Linked DNA regions of Mus musculus: region 1 is linked to region 2. Evidence: chromatin contacts called from public HiChIP or PLAC-seq data. All regions are on one chromosome and are shown on one strand. The core of a region is the stretch at or near the end of the contact, and the rest is flanking DNA. Distances in the headings are between cores, read along the strand shown. Region 1 overlaps Tfap2a (transcription factor AP-2, alpha). Region 2 has its middle 9.9 kb from the start of Gm23972.

The links. HiChIP or PLAC-seq counts read pairs in DNA pulled down with a chosen protein or histone mark.
Region 1: a contact with region 2 is called in an H3K27ac HiChIP or PLAC-seq map of embryonic fibroblasts, with 7 times the contacts expected there. The contact joins two enhancer-like sites. A contact is called at or near these places in 13 of 39 promoter capture datasets (the 3T3-L1 cell line, 3T3-L1-derived adipocytes, cranial neural crest and 6 more), 1 of 484 Hi-C or Micro-C datasets (adipose-derived mesenchymal stem cells), 13 of 115 datasets of contacts at active chromatin or transcription factors (astrocytes, bone marrow-derived macrophages, craniofacial prominence and 10 more) and 2 of 9 other capture datasets (liver and macrophages).

Annotation. Positions count from the first base shown.
Region 1 is chr13:40,720,801-40,727,329 of GRCm38.p6, reverse strand. It overlaps Tfap2a (transcription factor AP-2, alpha), which reads left to right. Exons shown (of 7, transcript NM_011547.5): 3 at 2,150-2,201; 4 at 4,008-4,239; 5 at 5,943-6,061. Among named protein-coding and RNA genes, the nearest start is that of Gm26688, 3.7 kb to the left of the region's middle. Within about 2 kb of position 4,184, at least 262 of the 459 cell types and tissues checked have an H3K27ac peak or open chromatin away from gene starts, as enhancers often do. A contact at or near this core is called in adipose-derived mesenchymal stem cells and embryonic fibroblasts, where this site is marked.
Region 2 is chr13:39,846,166-39,852,081 of GRCm38.p6, reverse strand. No RefSeq gene overlaps it. Among named protein-coding and RNA genes, the nearest start is that of Gm23972, 9.9 kb to the left of the region's middle. Within about 2 kb of position 2,396, at least 25 of the 459 cell types and tissues checked have an H3K27ac peak or open chromatin away from gene starts, as enhancers often do. A contact at or near this core is called in adipose-derived mesenchymal stem cells and embryonic fibroblasts, where this site is marked.

The sequences.
Region 1 (6,529 bases), core at 2,935-5,434, 870 kb before region 2:
ACAGTTTAATGATTACTGAATTAGATTGTAAGGAAAACGGGCCACATGAACTTACCTGATTGCCTGGCGGATTTAAAACATTCTTGAAGTTCTACAGGAAAATAGAAAATTTATTACCTCTCTCATTTAGCCTAGTTAATCACTGAAATTTGTTGGTTATGCTTAACAGCCTTTCAAGGAACACAGAAAGCAGGCGCTTGGTCCATTGTAAGGCTAAGTGAGCTCTGTGTGTGTGTGTGTATGTGTGTTTGTGGTGTGTGTTTGTGTGCATATTCACGTGCTTTTAAAAATGATCCTTAGTGAATTTGAATAGAACTAGATCCTTAGTGAATATAATTTTGAATAGAACTAGAAGTTATGGTGATTTTAGTTAGAAAGTCTCTGAATTCTTTTTTTTTTTTTTTTTTTTTTTTTTGCCTGTTCTTTGAAAACACTCAAGTAGCAAAGCAAAATAATGCCGTAAGCTTTGGAGTTATCCTGCATTGGACATAGATCTACTTTTGCAAAAAATGTCCTGTGGCTGGTGGGAATTCTTGATACCTGTGTGGTAACTCTTTGTGGTGAAATTGGTCAGTAGGAGAAATTAACCAAATGATCACATGAAAGCAGGAAGCCTTGTGCTCTTCTCACCCTCCCCCACCTTTCAAGGGGAAAAAAAAATCTTTCAAAGGAATTTGGGTCAGGAAAAGGGTTGTTTTCAATTTTCTCATTGCTGCCACAGTTAACTTTTAATAAGAATGACTGCTAAATATTTAAGAAAATCAAGTCGATGGTGAAAATTACTTAATCATTAATATCTCAGTGGGGTTTTAAACTTAACAGTCTTCCCTGTATGGACAAGGTCTAGCTAGAAATAACAGAAATAAAAGTATTATTCCACACTACATTTACTTTATGGGTTTAGGGTGCAAGCATAAAGGGATCATATTTCCCCATATAGTTAAAACACAAGAACTGCAGCAGTAGTCATTTCTGAACATTTCTCAATTTAATTATACTTAAATCCAGAAGCACTTTAGGCAAGTTACAAATGAGAGCATTGAGTATAATAAAACCTGTAATAAAGCAACTTAGTGCCATCCACCCGGAATCATAGCGATCAGCCACAATTAACATGAGCATAAATCCAAGGCAGAATGGAAAAGGTTCGAATCAGTATTATTGTTGGACAAAGACTAGAGAAGGAAGTAATAGTTTTTTAAATGGCAATGCCTGTGCTTGGTAACGATTGCGAAACCCTCTATCTCAGCAGCCCTGGTGCTAATTTGTAAACACAGCCAGACATTATATTGCCTGTCAGTTTCTGCATTAGAAAACATGATTTCATTTTACTTTCTAATCACGTTTGGATTCTAGCATATACGCATACCCATCCATCTGTGTGAGAGTGTGTGTGTGTGTGTGTGTGTGTGTGTGAGAGAGAGAGAGAGAGAGAGAGAGAGAGAGAGAGAGAGAGAGAGAGAGAGAGAGAGAGAGAAGGGTGGTGGTGGGGGAGACCCCACACTACTGCTGGACAACAGGAGAGTAGCCTCAAAGGGTTTTTGTTCCTGATATTTCCACATTCCTGCCATATCTACTTCAGGCAGCAGTCTTTTGAAAATTATTTCTAGCTTTCCTTAAGTGAAGGTGTGTGTGTGTGTGTGTGTGTGTGTGCGTGCGCTTTGTGAATTACCTACAGGGTTTCCAACAGTCTGCTGTTCTCCCACCCCGTCCTTTCTATTGTGTTTCTTTGGCTTTGCTGCCTCCACACTGGGATCCCTGAGGTCTGAGGCTGCTGAAAGGTGGCACACTAAAGCTAGGTGCATTTCTAAAGGTCGAACTGATTGTTTAAAAAAAAAAAAAAAAAAAAAAAAAAGATTAGGAACTCCAAAACTTCATTTGATTTTCAAAGAAAGTTTTATTCTCCATCCGGAGCTCTTCAGCGTGGATTATCTGCTGGGGGGGAAGGGGGAGGAGAAATGGGCCGAGGGTATACAGTGAAACCTCTTGAGTTTTAAAGCTCCAAATTCAGCAAGCCAAGATAAGATGTTTATATATAAATGTCATGGGGGAGGTGGAGGGAGAGCTCCCCTCCCCCACCTTGCAGCGAATATTCATTTCCTTTTGTTTTGATTATACGCTTACATTCATGTGTATCCTTTTGTTGCAGCACGTAGAAGACCCGGGTATTAACATCCCAGATCAAACTGTAATTAAGAAAGGTAAGCCATTTCCTTCTTCATTCCAAGCATGTCCTTACAGGCAGAGTGCTATTTAAAAGAACATACAGGACTGTATTTATTCTTTTTTTCAAATAGGATTTCCTAAAGGCTCAGAATTAGCAAATAGATACGCATAGAAGAACAGTGCTTAAACCACCAGCTTTCAGGACCTTGATAATGGCAACAGGCTAGCTTTGTTCTAATCGGGATTTCAGCGTTGAATGTAGTTTAATGATATTTGCACAAAGTGAAATGTGCACTAGTTGACCTGATTTGGAAGTGGCATTTCGATTTGGAAATAGTCTCATAGTTAATTAATTGTGTGCAGTTAAAGGCCATGAGGGTTCAAAAGTGTATCAAGCTGAAATAATACAAATAATTTAATATTAATAAAAAGTCAGATTGAAAAAATGCACCCTATCAGGGGAGGACAACTTTCGAGATCTCTGATTTAGTTTCTAGTCTCTTGATTGAGTTTCAAGGCTTTAAAACTTGAATTAGGTTAGCAAAAATTTAGCTTTTGGTTAAAATTAGTATCTTGAAGATGCCCACTGTTGACCTATGTATATAGAAAAGAAAGATGTTACATAATTTGCATGGGTTTATCATCTGCATTGTGCTTAGTGGGTAGAAATAAAGTTTCTTGTATTAAATGCAGCAGCAGTACTTTTGTTGTTATGGTGGCAGGTACTTCAGGATTCTGGGCACCACCAGAGGATGATGCTATATAAAACTGTTCTCATTTCTAACCCCCGAATCAGTATATTGTTAGCTAGTTTAAAGTTTCATTTTTGCATCTGTGAAATCTTTGTCATGTCAAATTAGATGTGTAAGGGATAAATGTTAAGAGGTACTCTTTCCAAGTCGACATGATAATTGGCTCTTTTATTAGTAATCTCTCCCGAGTTCGTTTAACTCCTATTGTCTCTATTAGCCTCCCCAGAGCTATTAATGTCACAAGTGATCTATCCAAAACCTAGAGGCCCTCACCTCCCCATACAAGTAGAATATCCCTATTTAAAGGCAAAACAAAACAAAAACATGAGAGGTGCTATGATGAGACTGTGCATATTATTATATGTCTCTGTGTGGAATTTTAAGATACAAACGCATTGAACTTAAACGGTTGTAGGTGCATCTGAATTTCATGTGTTAAGAAATGAACCCCTTGTTCTGATGGTCTTGAATTTGTTTTCTAACAATGGTAGATCCAACAATGAAGAGCTTATGGTTTTAACTGATTATATATCCTAACCCCCATCCCTTTGAAGGGGCTTAGACAGACAGGGTTCATTTAGTATTTGCTCAACAAAAGGATGCATTCCTAATGTTCAACTGTAGGCCTATTCTTGAGTCCTGTTCACGGGCTTGGAATGATCTCCAAAGCCCGAGTGTCTTTTAAATGGAACATAAGGGTCTATTGATGAAAGGACGGACGTGTAGTGTGTGATAACAGAATCCACCACTTGCTAGCTTACTGAAATGTTCATTTACTGGCTGCTGCAGCAATCGAAACTGTCTGCTGGTTTTAACAGCAATTTCTTTTGGCACTGAGCCTTTCGCCAGCAAAACCCCCACTACACCAACCCTGTCTCGGGTTTACACATAAAACCCATTCGTTGCCTCCCTAAACCCAAGCTCCTGCATCACTTCGGAGCCCTTTGAGAGCCTAGGGGGTCGCGACAGCATCAGCCATCTCTAGACAGCTTGCTGCAAGGGTCAGGGCAGGATGCCGCCTCGGGATTCCTGAGCTGAGCAGCGCTCGGTCGGTCCGCCCCCCACACGCGCCCGCATCTGTCTTCGCAGGCCCCGTGTCCCTGTCCAAGTCCAACAGCAATGCTGTCTCCGCCATCCCTATTAACAAGGACAACCTCTTCGGTGGCGTGGTAAACCCCAACGAAGTCTTCTGTTCAGTTCCGGGTCGCCTGTCGCTCCTCAGCTCCACCTCGAAGTACAAGGTCACGGTGGCGGAAGTACAGCGGCGCCTCTCACCGCCCGAGTGTCTTAACGCGTCGCTCCTGGGCGGAGTACTGCGGAGGTGAGGCTCGGACCGGCCCCGCCCCGCCCCACCCGGCCCCGCCCCGCCCCGCTCCACCCCGGGAACCCGGCCCCAGTGCGCCTGCGCTGGGCCGGTAGCTGTACTGCACGCGCGACGTGAAAGGGGCGGAGAGAAAAGAGTGGCGCTTTGTGGGCGTGGCTGAAGGCGGGGGTGGGGTGTGAGGCAACGCGCCTGCGCACTCGGGAACTCCGCTTTCTGCAGCACGCAGGCGCAGTTTTCTACGTCTGGGGCTCAGTCCCAGCCTTGGCAGCCGTGGGGCGCCGTGCTGCTGCCTTTTCCCTGGTTGCGCACAGGTTACAAGCTCAGAAAAGCTTCCGGGCTCCTTGCTTTGCCTTACTACACTGTAGGGTCTTGAGTGGAGATTTAACAGACAGGTTTTCAAGTAAAGAAAGAGAGTGACTTCTGCTTGCTGCGTGCCTCCCATCCCTGGTTGCTGGCACTTCCTGCCATAAGGAACCTCTACCTCCACTCCAGTCTCTGTACGGGGGGGGGGGGGGGGGGGGTGTTCTTTTGACGTTCTGATTTGCTGTGATGTGTGACAGGTTTCTGTTCATTATATGTAGTCGCATCCATTAACACAGGAGTCTCACCTCTCTGAAGTGAGTGAGTCCTGTTTTTCACAAGGGCCAGGGAGGTAGAGTCTAAAGAGAGAAAAGTTTCAGAGCCAGGTGTGTTCTTAGGGATCTATCCAATGGTGTGAGTTGTAGGCCTAGTATTAAATTTGGCCAAAGAGTATGTCTCTTACTCTCCTCTCTACAAAAGACCTGTAATTCGTTGTCTAACTTTATTCCTGTATATTAATAACTCTCAGTTGGGCCTTGGTGGGTATGGCCCACCTACATACTCTAAGAGGGTTTTTGCAGAGTTAATACCAGCGGCTTTCCTTAGTTATCTTTTACTGTCACAGATCTTTCTCTGCCCTCTGCTTTTTCCTCCCCTCCCCCCATCCCCAATATCGGAGACTGCTCACCTATGGGAGTATAATCTAATCCACACAATTAAAGACCCACTTGAGTAGGGAATAAAATCTGAAATTAATTAATTTGCTGTTTTATTTAAACAATTTATCTTAACCACTTTCTGATTATGGGAGTCTATTTAGACATCTATTTAGAAGTGACTCCATTGTTTCTGAAATCAGGGAAAAATTTTGAAGGCTGATATCAGCCATCAGCCTCTTGACATTTCCAGTTATGCTCCTGACATGGCATGTAAACACTTGGCAAGGTGCATTTCCCATTGGGATCAAAGCCAGGACATGAAATGAGAGCGCGATGATAACTTTGGTCACTGGGAACAACCTAACAGCAGATCTTGTGAAGACAATTTAAAGACCCCACTGGGCTTTGCTGGGATTATAGCAACAGGGAAAGCAACACAGTTATCAGTGGAACTCAGGAATACCTCCAACTCTTGCAATCAGAACTGTGTGTGTGTGTGTGTGTGTGTGTGTGTGTGAAAATGGAAAGTTCCCAACCTGCCACAATAGTTGCAATGACAACTATGCCTTTCATCTTCCATGATCTTTCTATATAGTTCCTTCTTGCTCTCTCTTTTCCTGCCTTGGAACCATGACCCTCAGTTTTTAAGAACACATTTTAGAAAGTGTTCAGAATGACTCTGATGTGACAAGAGAAAAATCAATCTTTTTAACACCCCTGCCTCCCATGTTTCTGAAACAGAGCGAAGTCTAAGAATGGAGGGAGATCTTTAAGAGAAAAACTGGACAAGATAGGATTGAATCTGCCAGCAGGGAGACGTAAAGCTGCCAACGTTACCCTCCTCACGTCACTAGTGGAAGGTAAACAGATCTGCTTGCTATCTGGAAGGGAACTGTCAACTTGGGGGTGGGGTGGGGTGGATAATATTTAGTAGCCAGATGTTTGAGTGTGTTTTGTGTCCTTTGGGTGGCTTCACTTTTCCATGGAATGTAACTGGGAATTGAAAAGAATTTGGGATGCCAAGGAAAAAAACAAGAAACAAAACAAAATAAAACAAAAGATCCAAAGCCTATTTGTATAGACTCGTGCCTATATGTTCTTCTTCCTCTGTCTGGCAGAGTCACCCTACCCTCAGCTCAAACCTGACCTAAACAGTGAACAAATTTAAGAACTACACATTCCCCAAGTTCCTGTCTCCTGGAAAGAACTCAGCAGTAAATCACTTAAGTTATTCTGACATCTGCATTTGAGAAATGCGTGACCATTACTTCCTGAATGAATTTGGGAATCTCTGACCTGCATCCTGCTTTAAGACTGTCCCAAAAGCT
Region 2 (5,916 bases), core at 1,147-3,646:
GGTCAGAGCACATCTCACTTACTGGCAATTGGTGAGACATTTTGGTGTCAACCTTAGGTCTTATCATAAAGCAGACAGGAATGTGAGGGGAAATGTGGTTAGAGGTGTGTGACTAAACTGAAGCTAAACAGTCAGCCATTCTCAACATAAGAAAATGTCCAACACAGCAATCACGTGGCAAGGCAGCTCAATTTTAATTGCAATTCCTAGAAGTTGGTACACTAAAAAGATGTATGTAGTTGTACATGCTATTTATTTATTTGTTTACTTACTGAAACTATATTCAAACTCTGCCTTTGCTCCACACTCTCTTGATGATTTAGACAAACAGAGATGCTTCACTTAGCTTCAGTTTCTTCATCAATAAAATGGGATAAAATACTCCTAGGCTGACTACATTCAGAGGATTCTACATTAAAAAATGTAATACACCTAGCATAGCGCTCATTGACAGGTGCTGTGAACAGAGACCCTAACCTCACCCCAGCCCCAACCTCAAATCCCACCCCAACCCCAACCCCAACCCCAACCCCAACCCCAATCCCAACCTGTAAATTCTGGTTCTAGGGTAATCAACACTATCTGGCTTCCATGGGCACCTGAACACTCATAGTGCACACAAATGCATGTACACACACACACACACACACACACACACAGAAACTTTTAGAAGTCAGATGAAAGAAAGTCATTTATACAATTCTACAAAATTAAAGTTCTTTTTAACAATATATAAAATATAGTACATAGATTCTCTTATGGCAGAAGGGTGATTGAAATATATTTGAATTACTGCACACTTTTTAAATTATTTAAGTAAATGAACAATTCTTGATCTTTTAAAAGCATGTATTGTTACGCTATGGTTGCTCTGCTGATCATGAATTGGAATCTTTTTAAAAGCCAATGGTAATTATAAAGATAATTTTTAAAGGGGAGTTGGAGGGTGCCTGAAAAAAAATGAGTCAGCACTCACCGCTCTTAGAGATCTAAATTCAGTTCCTAGCACTAACGTGGTGCCTCCCGACCAATGGTATGGAACCATTGGTCCCAGAGCATCCGATGCCCTCCTCTGTCCTCTGGAGGCATTGCTTTGCATGTGGTGTACATGCATACATACAACTAAAACACTTATACACATATAATAAATATGTCCTAAAATTAAATAATAAAAACTGATGCATTTAAAAGAGTGAACCAGGGGTAAAGGCATGATCTAATAATATTGGTGCATACCTGTTATTCCAACACTTGGGAAGAAAGGGCAGGAGGAGCAGGGTACACTTTATGCCAGTTGGTTGCTCTACTGAGTTCCAGGCTTGCCTAAGTTACATAGCAAGCCCCTGTCTCAAAGCATCAAAAGTAAGCCTAAAAAGAAAAACAGCTTTTTACAAAGATTGAAAATAAATTTCGATTTAATCGTAACATGAATTTAGTAGTTGGACATGTTGCCGAGTCTATTAATTTAGAGTAGAAAATTCAAAACTCTTCCTGCCAACTATAGGTTTGCTAAAACACCATCTGTGGATGAGCGCTCAGCAGCATGATAGGCCTGCTCCTGGTTCTATGATATCTTGATTCCTACGGTTCAGTTGTGATGAGAGCGAAAGTCAGCAAAGATTAATTAACTAATCTCAGATTCGAAAATTCAAACTAATTGAACAAGGGAAATAATTCACCTCATGAGCGAAGTCCCAGATTGGTACCATGCAGCATAAAATGACACGGTACACTGCAACATGACATAATTATAAGTGAACAATGTCACAGGAAGCTCTTCAAAGGCAGGGAAGGAGTGTGCTGCCTTTTTGAATGTTGGAAAGTAGAAGGAATTCTGAGGACGTGCGAGTTACTATCATGAATAGAATTAAAGAAACTATGCCGGGGCCTAGCAAACACAGAAGTGGATGCCCACAGTCAACTAATGGATGGATCACAGAGCTCCCAATGGAGGAGCTAGAGAAAGTACCCAAGGAGCTAAAGGGATCTGCAACCCTATAGGTGGATCAACATTATGAACTAACCAGTACCCCGGAGCTCTTGACTCTAGCTGCATATGTATCAAAAGATGGCCTAGTCGGCCATCACTGGAAAGAGAGGCCCATTGGACACACAAACTTTATATGCCCCAGAACAGGGGAACGCCAGGGCCAAAAAGGGGGAGTGGGTGGGTAGGGGAGTGGGGGTGGGTGGGTATGGGGGACTTTTGGTATAGCATTGGAAATGTAAATGAGCTAAATACCTAATAAAAAATGGAAAGAAAAAAAAGAATTAAAGAAACTATAATACCTCTCTCTCTCTCTCTCTCTCTCCATGGGGACTGTTAGCTCCAGTTCTCACGCTGGTGAACTCACTGTAGCTATGTAACATGTGGTGGTGGTGGTGGTGATGGCCTTTCTTTTTACCAGTGGGATTTTTCTTCCTAAGTTATAACTGCAGTTGTTTACAGGGCTGAAAAGTATTACTCATGTCCTGTCCTCCATGATTCATGATTTCATCATCTTCTACAGCTTCAGTTGCCTACCATCAAGTACAGTCCAAAAACACTAAGTAGAAGTTCTAGAAATAATTCATGAATTGAGCCTCTGCACCATAAGACTTGCAACAGAGTTGATACTTTTCTCTCTGTCCCTCTTGGTCTGATACTCAAACCTTTATCCAGTGTTTTGATGCTGAAACCCACACATGAATTGTTTAGATTACCAAATTGAATGTCACAGTGTTGAAATGCCTCTACTCAAGCTATCTTGTCCAATTAAATAATAAAACCCCAAAGTTTAAGAATAGTGATGCCAGCAATTTAATTAATTGTTAATGCTTCAGGCATCTTCAAGGGGTCTCAAATTACGTATCTCATGGATTTCAAAAAAGTTGTGCACTTGGGTACAAAGGACTAGAATAAATCTTACTTCCTGAAGATCCCAGATGATATGAGGCCCCAACACACATACAGTAGAGGACTTCCGGGTCTGTGTTTATTCAGAGATGATGCACCTAACCCTCAAGAGGCCCCAGCGAGTTTAGAGGTCAGGTGGGGCGGGGGGAGGGGCATCCACGTAAAGATGGGGTCAAGTGGGGAGAAGATGGGGGATGTGGAGCAGTAAGAGGGTGGATGGGGAGGGGCGGAGAATGGACTATGGAGTGTAAAAAATGAATTACAAATAAAATTAAAAAGAAAAAAGAAGCCGGGCGTGGTGGCACACACCTTTAATCCCAGCACTTGGGAGGCAGAGGCAGGCGAATTTCTGAGTTCGAGGCCAGTCTGGTCTACAGAGTGAGTTCCAGGACAGCCAGGGCTACACAGAGAAACCCTGTCTCGAAAAAAAAAGAAAAGAAAAAAGAAAATTGTGCACTTGGGTACAAAAGACTTGAATAAGTCTTACTTTCTAAAAATCCTGTGTGACTTCTGAAGGAATGAGATGCGATTTTCAAAGAGGAAAACTTTTGAAACAGGAACAAAAGAAAAATCTTGTGTGTGTGTGTGTGTGTGTGTGTGTGTGTTTGCGCATGCACGTGCACACACGAATGTGAGCGCACACATATACACTCATGTATGCACATGCACATGTGCACTGTGCTATACAGGAGTAAATCAGAGGAGTACTTGCTGGAGTCAGTTCTCTTCTTTCACCATGTGGCTTCCTAAGATCAAACTCAGCTCATCAAGTTTGGCACTGAGTCCTTGGACCATCCAGCCAACTTGTCAACCCAAGGTATCGTTTGATTATGTAAGGTAGGGTCTTAAATATCACTATGCATTTAGCTGTCATAGAAAAGGGTGAGTAAGAAGTAGAAACTCAGGCCTGAGCTGCTTGGAAGGGAATAAAGAGAGATTTGTGTGTTAAGCATTTGGCTCTGTCACCGACTCATTGACAAAAGTCAGTATTTTCAAGAATTTCCTTATTCTTCACTGTACATCCCAATTGCAGCCCCCTCCCTCCTCTTCTCCTAGTCGAACCCTTACAAATCCCTTGCCCCATTATCCTCTTCCCTTCTCCGGAGAGAAGGAGAAGGACCCCCATTGGCATCATCCCACTCTGGGACATCTAGTCCTAGCAGGACTAAGGATATCCTCTCCTACTGAGAGCCAACCTGGGAGTCCAGCTAGGGAAGGGGAGCCAATGGGAGGCAACACAGTCAAAAGACAGCCCCAAGTCCGATTGTTAGAGGACACACATGAAGATAATTTTTTAACTTCCACAAGCACTCAAAACTAACAGTAACAGCAATGAACCCAAGAAGACGGTACTGCCCTGCCATTCCTTCCAATGGAAATGAGACATTAAGAGCAGTGCCTGTCAAGTACTTCACAAATAAATCATAAAAATGTAATCATAACAACAGCTGTCCTGAGTTCTAGCACATGTTGGCCTTCATCTGTGGCCTGCTGCCATTTGGGGAGAAAGCTTTATTTTTAAAAGCTATGATTTTTTTTGGAAAGGACATATGGGAACTCCACATACTCTTCAACAAACAAAAAGCCCAAACATCTGGCGTACAAAGTGGAGAGGGAGAAGAAAATGGGCCATTTAGGGACACCGTCTTTTAACAGTGCAGGTGTATTCTAATGATGGCTTGGCTGGAAAAATGTTTTGCTGACTCTGGTTCCAGATAGCTGCTTCAAAGAAGCTGTAGATAACTGAGTGTTGGTTTTGGAAAGGCTTTGTGTACCCTTCCTAGTAATGATGTACCGTTGCTCTATTCCAGCCTCTTTCACATCTACAGTATTGCAGTTGTAATCTGAGAAGTGTTCAATCCTCTTTGCTTGGCAATTGCTTGATTTATGCTAAGTTAAAGACTGCACCAGGGAACATGGTCCAATGCTACAAAGGTGGTGTCCTTCCATCGTGAAACAGACTTGCCCAAAAGGTGATGATCAAACTGTTGAACCAAGGGACTTAAAACAACCCAGCTATGGGATCACCCATGACTGTTCCCTTGTGTGAATGCATGCCCATAAGTAACACAGAGTGAAAAGGAATGATCAACAGCCTACCTTTCACCCACAAAGACATCCAATTACATGTCACATTCTTGTATCAATGTTAATTGTAGCAAGTGGGTCCTTACGGTCTTTTCAGAAACTCTGTTGTCCACTTAGCAAGTGGCATTTGGTTGTGAATTCAGTGTGAAACATGAGGGTTTTTTAAGTCATTTTTTTTAACAATCTACTCATTAAGGAAGTAAATGATCTTAGCAGGTGTTGTCTACTTTCTAAAATGGAGGTGAGGTCAAAGGTTTGTGAAACGTTAGTAAGTTCTCCATAGTAATTTTCTTCAGGATTTTTGTATATTAAGGCACATTCTGAATCTCTAAGAGAAATATTTCTCTGTATTTCCCAAAGGATTTTGATAACCCAGTCCTTGTAAAACAGCAAAATGTACTGTGTATCTTCTCAAGCTATTAATCTTGTGACACCTTTTAAACTTGTCTATTTAAGGAAATTATTGACCATCTGTGCTGTATTCAGAGCCACACCACATGGATACAAGCCATGGATACAAGGAAGCATTCAATTCTACATTGCTCTCTAGGAGCAAACAACCACAGAGAGAAAGGGAATAATTAATAAGTAGCTTCCTAGAATGCATGGAATTTTGCCTTTAATTTATTTTTCTGTTCTATTCTCTTATCCGACTCCTGACACGCAATGGGCACTTGGTGAATATGTATTTCCTGAATGGACACAGGCAACACTATAATGGCCAGAGTATTAAAACCAGTTAAGTTGGAGGTCATGGTTCACTTTGCAGTAAACAGTGAAGATTGAAGCTTCTTGAAGAGTAGCTGTTGATTGACACCTAGAGTTTTCAGAGTGACTGTTGATTGACAGTTTTTAGGAAGCATTATATATAATCTGTTTACATCATCCCAATCCAGTACTCAAACCAAGTTTCTATGCTGCTAATAAATTAC